Linked DNA regions of Mus musculus: all the other regions are linked to region 2. A link is a contact called in public Hi-C and promoter capture Hi-C data. All regions are on one chromosome and are shown on one strand. The core of a region is the stretch at or near the end of the contact, and the rest is flanking DNA. Distances in the headings are between cores, read along the strand shown. Region 1 holds the start of Septin3 (septin 3). Region 2 has its middle 17 kb from the start of Cyp2d40. Region 3 holds the start of Cyp2d10 (cytochrome P450, family 2, subfamily d, polypeptide 10).

Region 1 (2,840 bases), core at 167-2,666, 480 kb after region 2:
ATCATCTCTGGCCATGTATTTCTCTCAACTGTCCAGCCTCTCTGCCTCTTCTCCATTAGGCATATCCCTGCCGCCCTGACCTCTCTTGCCCACTGTTCCCACCACATGCACCTGGGCACACCGTGTTCACCCTTCGCTTAGCCACAGACCCAAGGACCAGAACTCCTGAGGTCACCTTGTTCTTGTGTCACTAGATCCTTGCCTCCTCAGTGAGCCCCGTGTCCTGTGAACACCTTGGTTCTACCCTCCCCACATACCCACACACACACACACACACACACACACACACAAACAGGCAGGCACACCTACCTGGATCAGAAGACAGAAAAGAAGCCGGTGGTTTTCAGTCAAGGAAGCTGACCTCTTGCAGACCCCACCCACTCCTCTGCACCCAGAGGCTAGCCATGTGGCCGGGCTCAGAGACCTCTCTTCTCTGGGTCCTCTCTTGAGCTTTCACTAAGCCTCCTGATCATAGTCCACTAGCTGAGGGCCCAGTTCTCCCCTGACCTGTCCCTCTCGCTGGACTGGGCTCCGGGCAGGGAGGCTCTGGCCTCTTGAGAGTGGGTGGCAGTGAATGGCTGCTCTGAGTCTCTGGAATCCTACAGAGCTATGGGCGTCAGCCAGCTGAGCTGCCCTATACGCGCAGAGCCACCTAGGGAGGGGATGGCACATAACCCATGTGTCCTTGTCTCCAAGACTGGACCCTTGAGAAGTGTCACCAGTAAGAGAGAACTGAGCTACTCCAACGGTGATGTCCCTGTTTGTCTCATGCCCTCCCACTTTCCCTCTGCAACCACCTAAGACTTTGCTGACCCCAGGGCCATCTGTGTCCATGCTCCTGCGGTTGTGCTTCATGTTGGGATTTCTGTGTATACAACTGTACCCTTCAAATCCATTCTCTGAGACCCATCCTGCTTCAGACAGATCCTCTGCTAAGTAAGACTCGGGGTATGAAGCTAGCCAGCCCCGGGCCAGACCTCAAAGAAATCCACAGACCTACCCCAGCTGTCTCTGGTGAGGCAGATCCTCAGCAGCCTGTGGCCACTGGGCTAAGAACCTTTTCCTGGGTTCCCCAGCACCAGGCTGCTCTGTCACATGATAGTATGAGAAGGACCGTGGTGGGAAGAGACGCCATTGGCTGGGTACTTACTCTGTGCCAGGGACTGAGCCAGGCTGGAGAAACTCAGAGTCTTCTGCCAAAGCCAGGCCCGTAAGCAGATGGGCACAGCATCTCAGCCACAGAGTGCAGGCCACAGACGTGCCCTAAACACTCACTCTGAGCCAGGAGCCAAGCCCAACGTTCTCTTGGCATGTCCTCGACCCATCATCTTGCCACTTCCTTTCTGCCATACCCCACAACACTGGGGGCTCTGGCCTGCTTTCCTGTGAGCTGCTCGCCTTGGCGAGTGAGCTTCTGGCCGGCCAATAGAACTTTCTGTGATAATGGAAATGTTCTATGTGTCCACTGTCCAATAAAATAGCCACCAGCCACAGGCGGCTCCCGAGCACTTACCACTATTCTATGATGACCAAGGACCTGGATTTTTTTTTTCAATTTTATTTCATTTGAATGTCCATCTACCATATTGGACAGCAAAGTCCTGAAAGACGCAGATCTTATCCTTCTCTGGGTCCCAGGGCCTAACAAGAATCACTCAGCATGTTTCTCACAGTGACTGAATGATGAACGTGTGGGCCCAGGATCCTCTTCTCTTCTCATCCCATTCTCATCCCTCTGAGCCTTAGGTTGCCATAGCTGGCTATGCCCTGGTTACCAGGCAACCTGCAAGCAATCACAGTGGAGGGGGAGGGGCGCTGTCTGAGTTCTTTCCCCTCCCTACATGTTTTGAGGCCCTGAGAAAAGAAAGAGGTGGCAAAATCAGCCTGGACACCCTGGGGAGCCGGCTCTGTAGGGCCTACACTGCCTTATTACCTCCTGGAGATCAAGCAGCTGGGTGGGGCTGAAGTCAGGGGCCCTGGGTTCTCCTTGCCTGACCACTCATTATAAGACTCCTGTCCAATAGGCCAGGAGGTGGTGGCACACACTTTTAATCCCAGCACTAGGAGGTAGAGGCCGGTATCAGTAAGTTCCAGAACAGCCAGGGCTTTACACAGAAATCCTGTCCCGGAAAAAAACAAGCAAACAAAAAAACCAAACCTAACAACAATAACAAAACCCTCCTAGTTCTCAGCTGTCTTCTCAGTTAGAGATTAGATGCCCTGAAGTGATTTCTTCCAGCCTGAAGATCTAGAATCCACCCCGCCTCCCTCCTTTCAGAGCAAGACCCGCGTCCCATCCATCTCTGTCTTTCGCCTGCTGGTCTGCCTCCTTTCCCTCCAGGGTTGACTGACCATCTCTGAGCAAACCTCTTGTCATTTTTTCTATCTGCAGCCGCTGTAGCCGAGACATTTGTACTCAGCGTCATGTATATAGGTATAGAATACAGTCCTATACATCGAGTACTTACTGAGAATAATTCAAAGGAATTGATCCATTTTGCCTGGGGATTGGTATAGTGACAGAGCTCCCGGCTGACGTGCATAAAACTCTGAGTTCAGTCCCCAGAGCCACAGAAACAACAAAACAGAATAACACCAAATAGATAACATTAATTTGAAAAAAAGAAATTTATTTTAAAATAATTCTTTGGTACACGTAAAAGTTTACCATTTGTTAAAGACAAAGGCAAATTTGCATATTAATGAGGTAGAGATGTTCGTTTGTTTTTATGAAACTAAATCTTAGCTGTTTCAGTGGGTTTTTTCCTAGAACTGATGGATATTTTGATTGTATCATTGGCAATGCTCAGACTGCCATTTTGCATAAATTAAAATAATAG
Region 2 (2,876 bases), core at 131-2,630:
GTATGCATTCTCTCTTTTTTGTTTTTTGTTTTTCCAGACAGGGTTTCTGTGTATAGCCCTGGCTGTCCTCGAACTCAGAAATCCACCTGCCTCTGCCTCCCAAGTTCTGGGATTAAAGGCATGTGCCACCACGCCCGGCTCTGTATGCATTCTCAAAGGGGAACTCCTGGCTGATATCATTAGTAGTTTGGTTGAGGAATTCCTGTATTGTTATCCTCAGTGTCAATTGACAGTCTATGAAGAATGCAAAAGGCTCTGCAAGCTCTGCCCCTTGGAAGCCTGTGTTTCCAGAGCTGTTTTCATCTAACCACAAAGTGAGGTAATAGCATTCTTATCCTAATAATAAATGGCAGTGAGCATTGCTTATATGCTTGCTACAGATACCTGATATATGATTTTATTTCTGACTCTTACTGTCTTGTTTGACCTCTGGTTTGGCATTGTTTTCTTCCTCCCGTGGTTTGTTTGTTTTCCTCTTTTGACATTAATCCTTTTAAAGAATATTTGGTATTTTTTTCATCTAGGTGTGTGTGGGTGTGTGTTCCATGTGTGTTTGCTGAGGTAAGAGGGAATTTGTTAACCATAAGGAATTAGAGCAATCCTTCTACTATGTGGCTCCAAAAGCAAAAGCCCAGAATGTTGGGCTGAGTTGCAGCCTGTTTACCCAGCAGCTAGGAAGTAACCTTTGACATGAACGTTTTTACCTATTACAAAAACCCAGTTTGGCTTTAGTTTTTTGATGCTTGGGCCAATCAGACTATGTTCATAATGACCAGAATTCTATTTGGATCTGAGAACAGTTTTTACAAACCCCAACTACTTCTTCAGCATGGGAGGTGGAAATGGAGGTTGGTGCAGTGTCATGATCCTGCTCAGCAGTTCTCTTTGTGTACATTTTAGAAATACACAAAATACTCCTCCCAGAATTGCCTATGAGGTTGATTCTGAATACTTCCATTTTGTTTTATACCAAGTGAATTATCTGAAGCATTGATCCTTGGTTTGAGATTTCATAGGTAATAGACCATGGTAATGGACCACAGTCTTACTGTGGCCTCAAACCATGAGGGATACAGTATCCATTCTGAGATGAAATCCTAACCAACACTAGCCAACCTGGCCATCCTTTGGACAAACTAAGCTTTCCCAAGTCTTCATGCAAGAGTCACAATCATCCTACTGAGTAACTTCCTACTTCTGAGAATGCTTAGGAGAAGAAAGAAGACCTAGAGATGGCTCTTAAACTCACTTTGGTCATCATTTCAGTGAAACGAGACAGATCAAAGGCAAGAAAGGGAAACAAACAGTGCACAGGACAGAGTCCAGGAGAGATGTGCCCAGGATCCATCTGTCCTCTTCCAGAGAGTCCAAAGGACAGCAATCAATTATCTGTACACATGACTGCAGAGAATTACAAACCTGGGAGACCCACTGACTACAATATCCAGAACTCAGCATCCTGTTGTGGACATGCCACACCTGTGCTACTGCTATGAATATCCAAACCCCAGGACCCCTAAAGTCACATGACCCTGACAGACCACAGTTGTTCACATGGGTGAGAGGTCATGGACAGAGGCTGAAGGGGAATGAACAGTGCCATCAGGAAGAAGGTAGGCAGAGCATCCAGGTCCTCTCCCAAGAGCAGGAGACAAGAGAGGAAACCCATTACAGCATACAGTATGTTAGATCCCTCTCCTGTCTATGCTCTTACCTCACTAGAGCTCACTTACTTCATGCAGGAAAATACAGCCTGAGTCAACCCATACTGCACTGGGGCCAGCACACAGTCATCACCTCTGCTTCTCTTTGCTAATGTCATAGATGACACAGACATGTAGAGATGAGAGGCTGAACATGTTGTCCCAGCACTGACATGCAGGTGTAAGCATCAGTCACCAGAACATACAATGAAAGGGTCCTGGAGGAAATCAGGAGGAACCCAGCAGCCTGAGTCTGTCAGTGACCTCAGCAAGTTTTCTCCCTAGTCGCCTTTCTGGCCATGATGCATGCTGGTGTCCTGACTGCCATGCAGTTCTCCTTTCAGGCCAAATTGGGACCTGAGAAAGACACTTCTCTGTCCCAAGCTATGTTGCCATTCTAGGGAACTACTCTGGACAGGGGCAAGAATCATGGACAGGAAGTGGGAGCAGGATTAGAGGCTTCAGGACAGCAATAAACATGGAGTCATCCACAGGCTCCATTGCCACAGAGGTGGTCAGTGCAGGGGAGGCATGATCAGCAAAGAGGAGGGGGACCCATGTGTAGTTCGTGCTGTGGGGCTGCATGGTGTGGTCTTAGCTCAGCCCTTGCCTCCTTTCTGCCACACTGAAGGTGCAGCATAGAGAGTCTGACTGAATTCCAATAGGACTTTTCAGCCTGTGATCTTCAGAGGTCTGGATCCAACAAGAACAGGGACTGAGCCTTTGCTAAACCTAGTGAATGGTGAGCTGGCACGTGCTGTGGCACAGCAGTGCCCAGCACACAAGCACAATCTGTTGGAAGATTCAGGAGTCATCTTTTTGTTTTCCTCAAAGCAACTCAGACTGACCACAGGCTTCTGGACTGAAGAGAAATCTGCCTTACCTATGTCCTTGTGGAAGATTTTTGCAGGAGAGATCGAACCACCAAGAACCAAAGGATGAATAAGAGACAGAGGCCAGCATGTGACAAGAACCTGGCCCAATATAGTAGCCACTCAAGATTCTCAGACCATTTCTCAGCTTCCTCAGGCGGAGTTTGAGAAATCTCAGGTTGTATGTCTTGCGACCTGACCCACTGGCTGACTACAGACCTGTACTGAAGATGGCAGTGCTCCAGCTGCACCTCCCCACTCACTCATCAAGGGGGATCTAGGTACCTTCCCAACACAGGCC
Region 3 (2,894 bases), core at 270-2,769, 340 kb after region 2:
GAACGCCAGGGCCAAAAAGTGGGAATGGGTGGGTAGGGGAGTGGGGGGGAGGGTATGGGGGACTTTTGGGATAGCATTGGAAATGTAATTGAGGAAAATACGTAATAAAAAATATTAAAAAATAATAAAATAATAAAAATAAATAAATAAAATATTTGAAAGAAAAAAAAAGATGCAGAGTGCCCGCTGCCTGGCGCCTGACTTCGGCCCCCATGTCAGCAGATGCCCGCTTCCTTGTTCTTTGTAAAATTCCCCCTTGACCCCGCCCCTACTCCCCATGATGTATGCTTTTAAAACAAGGCACCTCAGCCTAATAAACGAGACCTTGTTAGGTACCATCTTCTTGGTCTCCTGCCTCTCCTTCCCTTCCTCCAATTTCCTTCCAGGCTTGCGGAACCCCTCGCACCCACGGGAGGGGATAATGCTCCAGCCTCCCTTCTGGCACATCGAAGGAGCAACAGAGAGAGCCTGCCTAGATTCCACAGTGACTTCCAAGCCTATGATCTTTAGAGGTCTGGAGCCCAACAAGGACAGAGACTGAGCCTCTGCTGACCCTAGTGAATGATGAGCTATGTGTGGGTGTACAGCAGTGACCAGCACACAGTAGCCATTTGTTTGAAGGCTCAGGAGTCATCATTCTTTTTTCCTCTTGGCTGCTCACCCTGGCCACAGACCTCTGGCATGAGGAAGAAAACTACCTTACGTATCTCCAGATGGAAGACTCTTGCCAGGTGAGATTGACCCACCACGAAACAAAGGGTGGATAAGAGACAGAGGCCAGCATGTGACACGTCCATGGACCAAATTAGTGCCCCCCCCCCAAGGTTCTCAGACCACTTCTCCACTTCTTCATACTGGGTCTGATAACTTCTGTGTTGTGTATCTTGCTGCCTGATTAATTGGATGATGACAGACCTATACTGAAGATGGCAGTGCTCCGGTTGTGCTACCCCACTGGACCTCACTTACCAGCAGAGCCTTTAGCTGCCTTCCCACCACTACCTTTCACTTCCCCATAGCAAGTCTAGGTAACCTCCCACTACTGGCCCTCACTCGCCCACAGGGATTTCAGCTGCCATTCCCGACTGCCCTGCTTTTGCCCATTGGGGCTCCAGCCTCATCTGGAAACAGCCTCCCACTGCTCACACACACAGAAGTGATTGACATGATGCCAGTCAACCCTCATGTCTGCCAGGAAAGTGCTCCATGAAGATCTAGGAGGTCTCATTCCTCTCTGAGGCAATGTCCTCAAGCCCTCTAAGATTTGCATGAGTAGCAAACCCGATGAATTTCCTGCACACAATGATCAGAACATTCGTCCTGAAGCAGGAGTCCACGAGATATCTGCCTACCATGTTCAGCCCAGCAGAATCAGAATGCTAAACTCCTGAAAGGAACTGAACATCACTAGCTCCTCCCTACAGGTGGACAAACAAAACACAGTGTTGGGGCAGGACACAGAGGACAAAGGGCAACCCTGGCACTCCTTTATAAGGCAGCAGGATCCAAGCTTGGGCCAGTCTGATTCTAGGTGTTACATTGAGTGTTGTTCATTGGTCTCTGGAAAGCCTGGGCAGAAGTGGGGTAGCCATGGAGCTGCTGACTGGGGCTGGCCTGTGGTCTGTGGCCATATTCACCGTTATCTTCATATTACTGGTGGACCTGATGCACCGGCACCAGCGCTGGACTTCTCGCTACCCACCGGGCCCTGTGCCATGGCCTGTGCTGGGTAACCTGCTGCAGGTGGACCTGGATAACATGCCATACAGCTTGTACAAGGTGAGTGACTCAGCAATGGATGGTATGTGAGGTTATAGTGTCCATAGTGGCACATAGTAGGGTTTGAGCCACAGTTTAGTGGCTAGATCTAGATCCCCAAGAGGGAATAGGCTTAGACATGTTTTTGTGGCAGCCACTGGGAATTTGTAGGGCAAAGGATTGGGGGAATAAAATCCAAGGGTGAAGCAAGGTATGAAAGGAATGTTCAGCCTAGTTGGACAGGACAGGAACTGTAGAGGTCCCAAGTACTTTATGTTCCTGTCAATGATGAGGTCTTGATATGCTGTGAAGTCTACCACTCCATGTCAGTCGTGACACTGAGTGGAGAGAGGGACTGTGGCTGCGTGAATCTCTTGCTTCTGTGTGCTCTCTGGACTCACTGCTCATCAAGAGGAACCAGAGTTTTTTTCACGTATATTGACATACTAAAAGAACCCAAGATAGGTTTCTGGGTCTGGCCAGGGAACTGCTGGGGTGTGACATCTACTATGACACCTTTGCTAAACTTAAAAGATAAGACACCACATTAGTAGGCCTCCTCACGCATGGGATGGAGCTCAATGAAGAGCATTTTCCCAGGATATATGAGCAAGGTTCAATAACAAGCAAGATACACACAAATAGATATGTACACATGCAAATACAGAGACAGAGAGATACATGGAGTCACATACACATATGCACACATACTTAAATTCACATACACAAACATGCATATGTAAACATACACAAATGTGCACTCACACACAAAGAAACTGCCTGGCACCCTCTCACTTTGACATTGTTGTGCAGTGAAACTGGTTCTATTATCTGTGGGCACCTCTACTTCCTATGTGCTTTGTCCCTCTACGTCAGCTTCAAAACCGCTATGGTGACGTGTTCAGCCTGCAGATGGGCTGGAAGCCTATGGTTGTGATCAATGGACTGAAGGCAATGAAGGAAGTGCTGTTGACCTGTGGAGAGGACACTGCTGACCGCCCTCAAGTGCCCATCTTTGAGTACCTGGGTGTGAAGCCTGGATCCCAAGGTAAAGGGCTGTGTGGACGGTGGATTTGGGTTCAGACGTGTGGGAATAAGCTGAGGAAGCACAGGTTATGAATGTGGGTGGGAATGTG

What was found. Promoter capture Hi-C pulls out the DNA fragments that hold promoters and counts their contacts. Hi-C and Micro-C count contacts between places; a contact is called where the count stands out from the background.
Region 1: a promoter capture Hi-C map of liver shows a contact between it and region 2, with 3 times the contacts expected there. The contact joins the promoter of Septin3 here to the enhancer-like site in region 2. A contact is called at or near these places in 5 of 39 promoter capture datasets (the C10 cell line, the HPC-7 cell line, embryonic stem cells and 1 more) and 1 of 115 datasets of contacts at active chromatin or transcription factors (embryonic stem cells).
Region 3: a contact with region 2 is called in a Hi-C map of liver, with 5 times the contacts expected there. The contact joins the promoter of Cyp2d10 here to the enhancer-like site in region 2. A contact is called at or near these places in 1 of 39 promoter capture datasets (hippocampal neurons), 1 of 484 Hi-C or Micro-C datasets (liver) and 1 of 9 other capture datasets (liver).

The regions. Positions count from the first base shown.
Region 1 is chr15:82,267,378-82,270,217 of GRCm38.p6, reverse strand. Septin3 (septin 3) reads right to left here and starts at 1,416. Exons shown (of 12, transcript NM_001368785.1): 1 at 1,151-1,416. The region is part of intron 2 of Gm52180 (a long non-coding RNA gene); the gene reads left to right.
Region 2 is chr15:82,746,170-82,749,045 of GRCm38.p6, reverse strand. No RefSeq gene overlaps it. Among named protein-coding and RNA genes, the nearest start is that of Cyp2d40, 17 kb to the left of the region's middle. Within about 2 kb of position 1,380, at least 3 of the 459 cell types and tissues checked have an H3K27ac peak or open chromatin away from gene starts, as enhancers often do. A contact at or near this core is called in liver, where this site is marked.
Region 3 is chr15:82,405,819-82,408,712 of GRCm38.p6, reverse strand. It overlaps Cyp2d10 (cytochrome P450, family 2, subfamily d, polypeptide 10), which reads left to right and starts at 1,519. Exons shown (of 9, transcript NM_010005.3): 1 at 1,519-1,779; 2 at 2,635-2,806. The coding sequence starts at 1,591.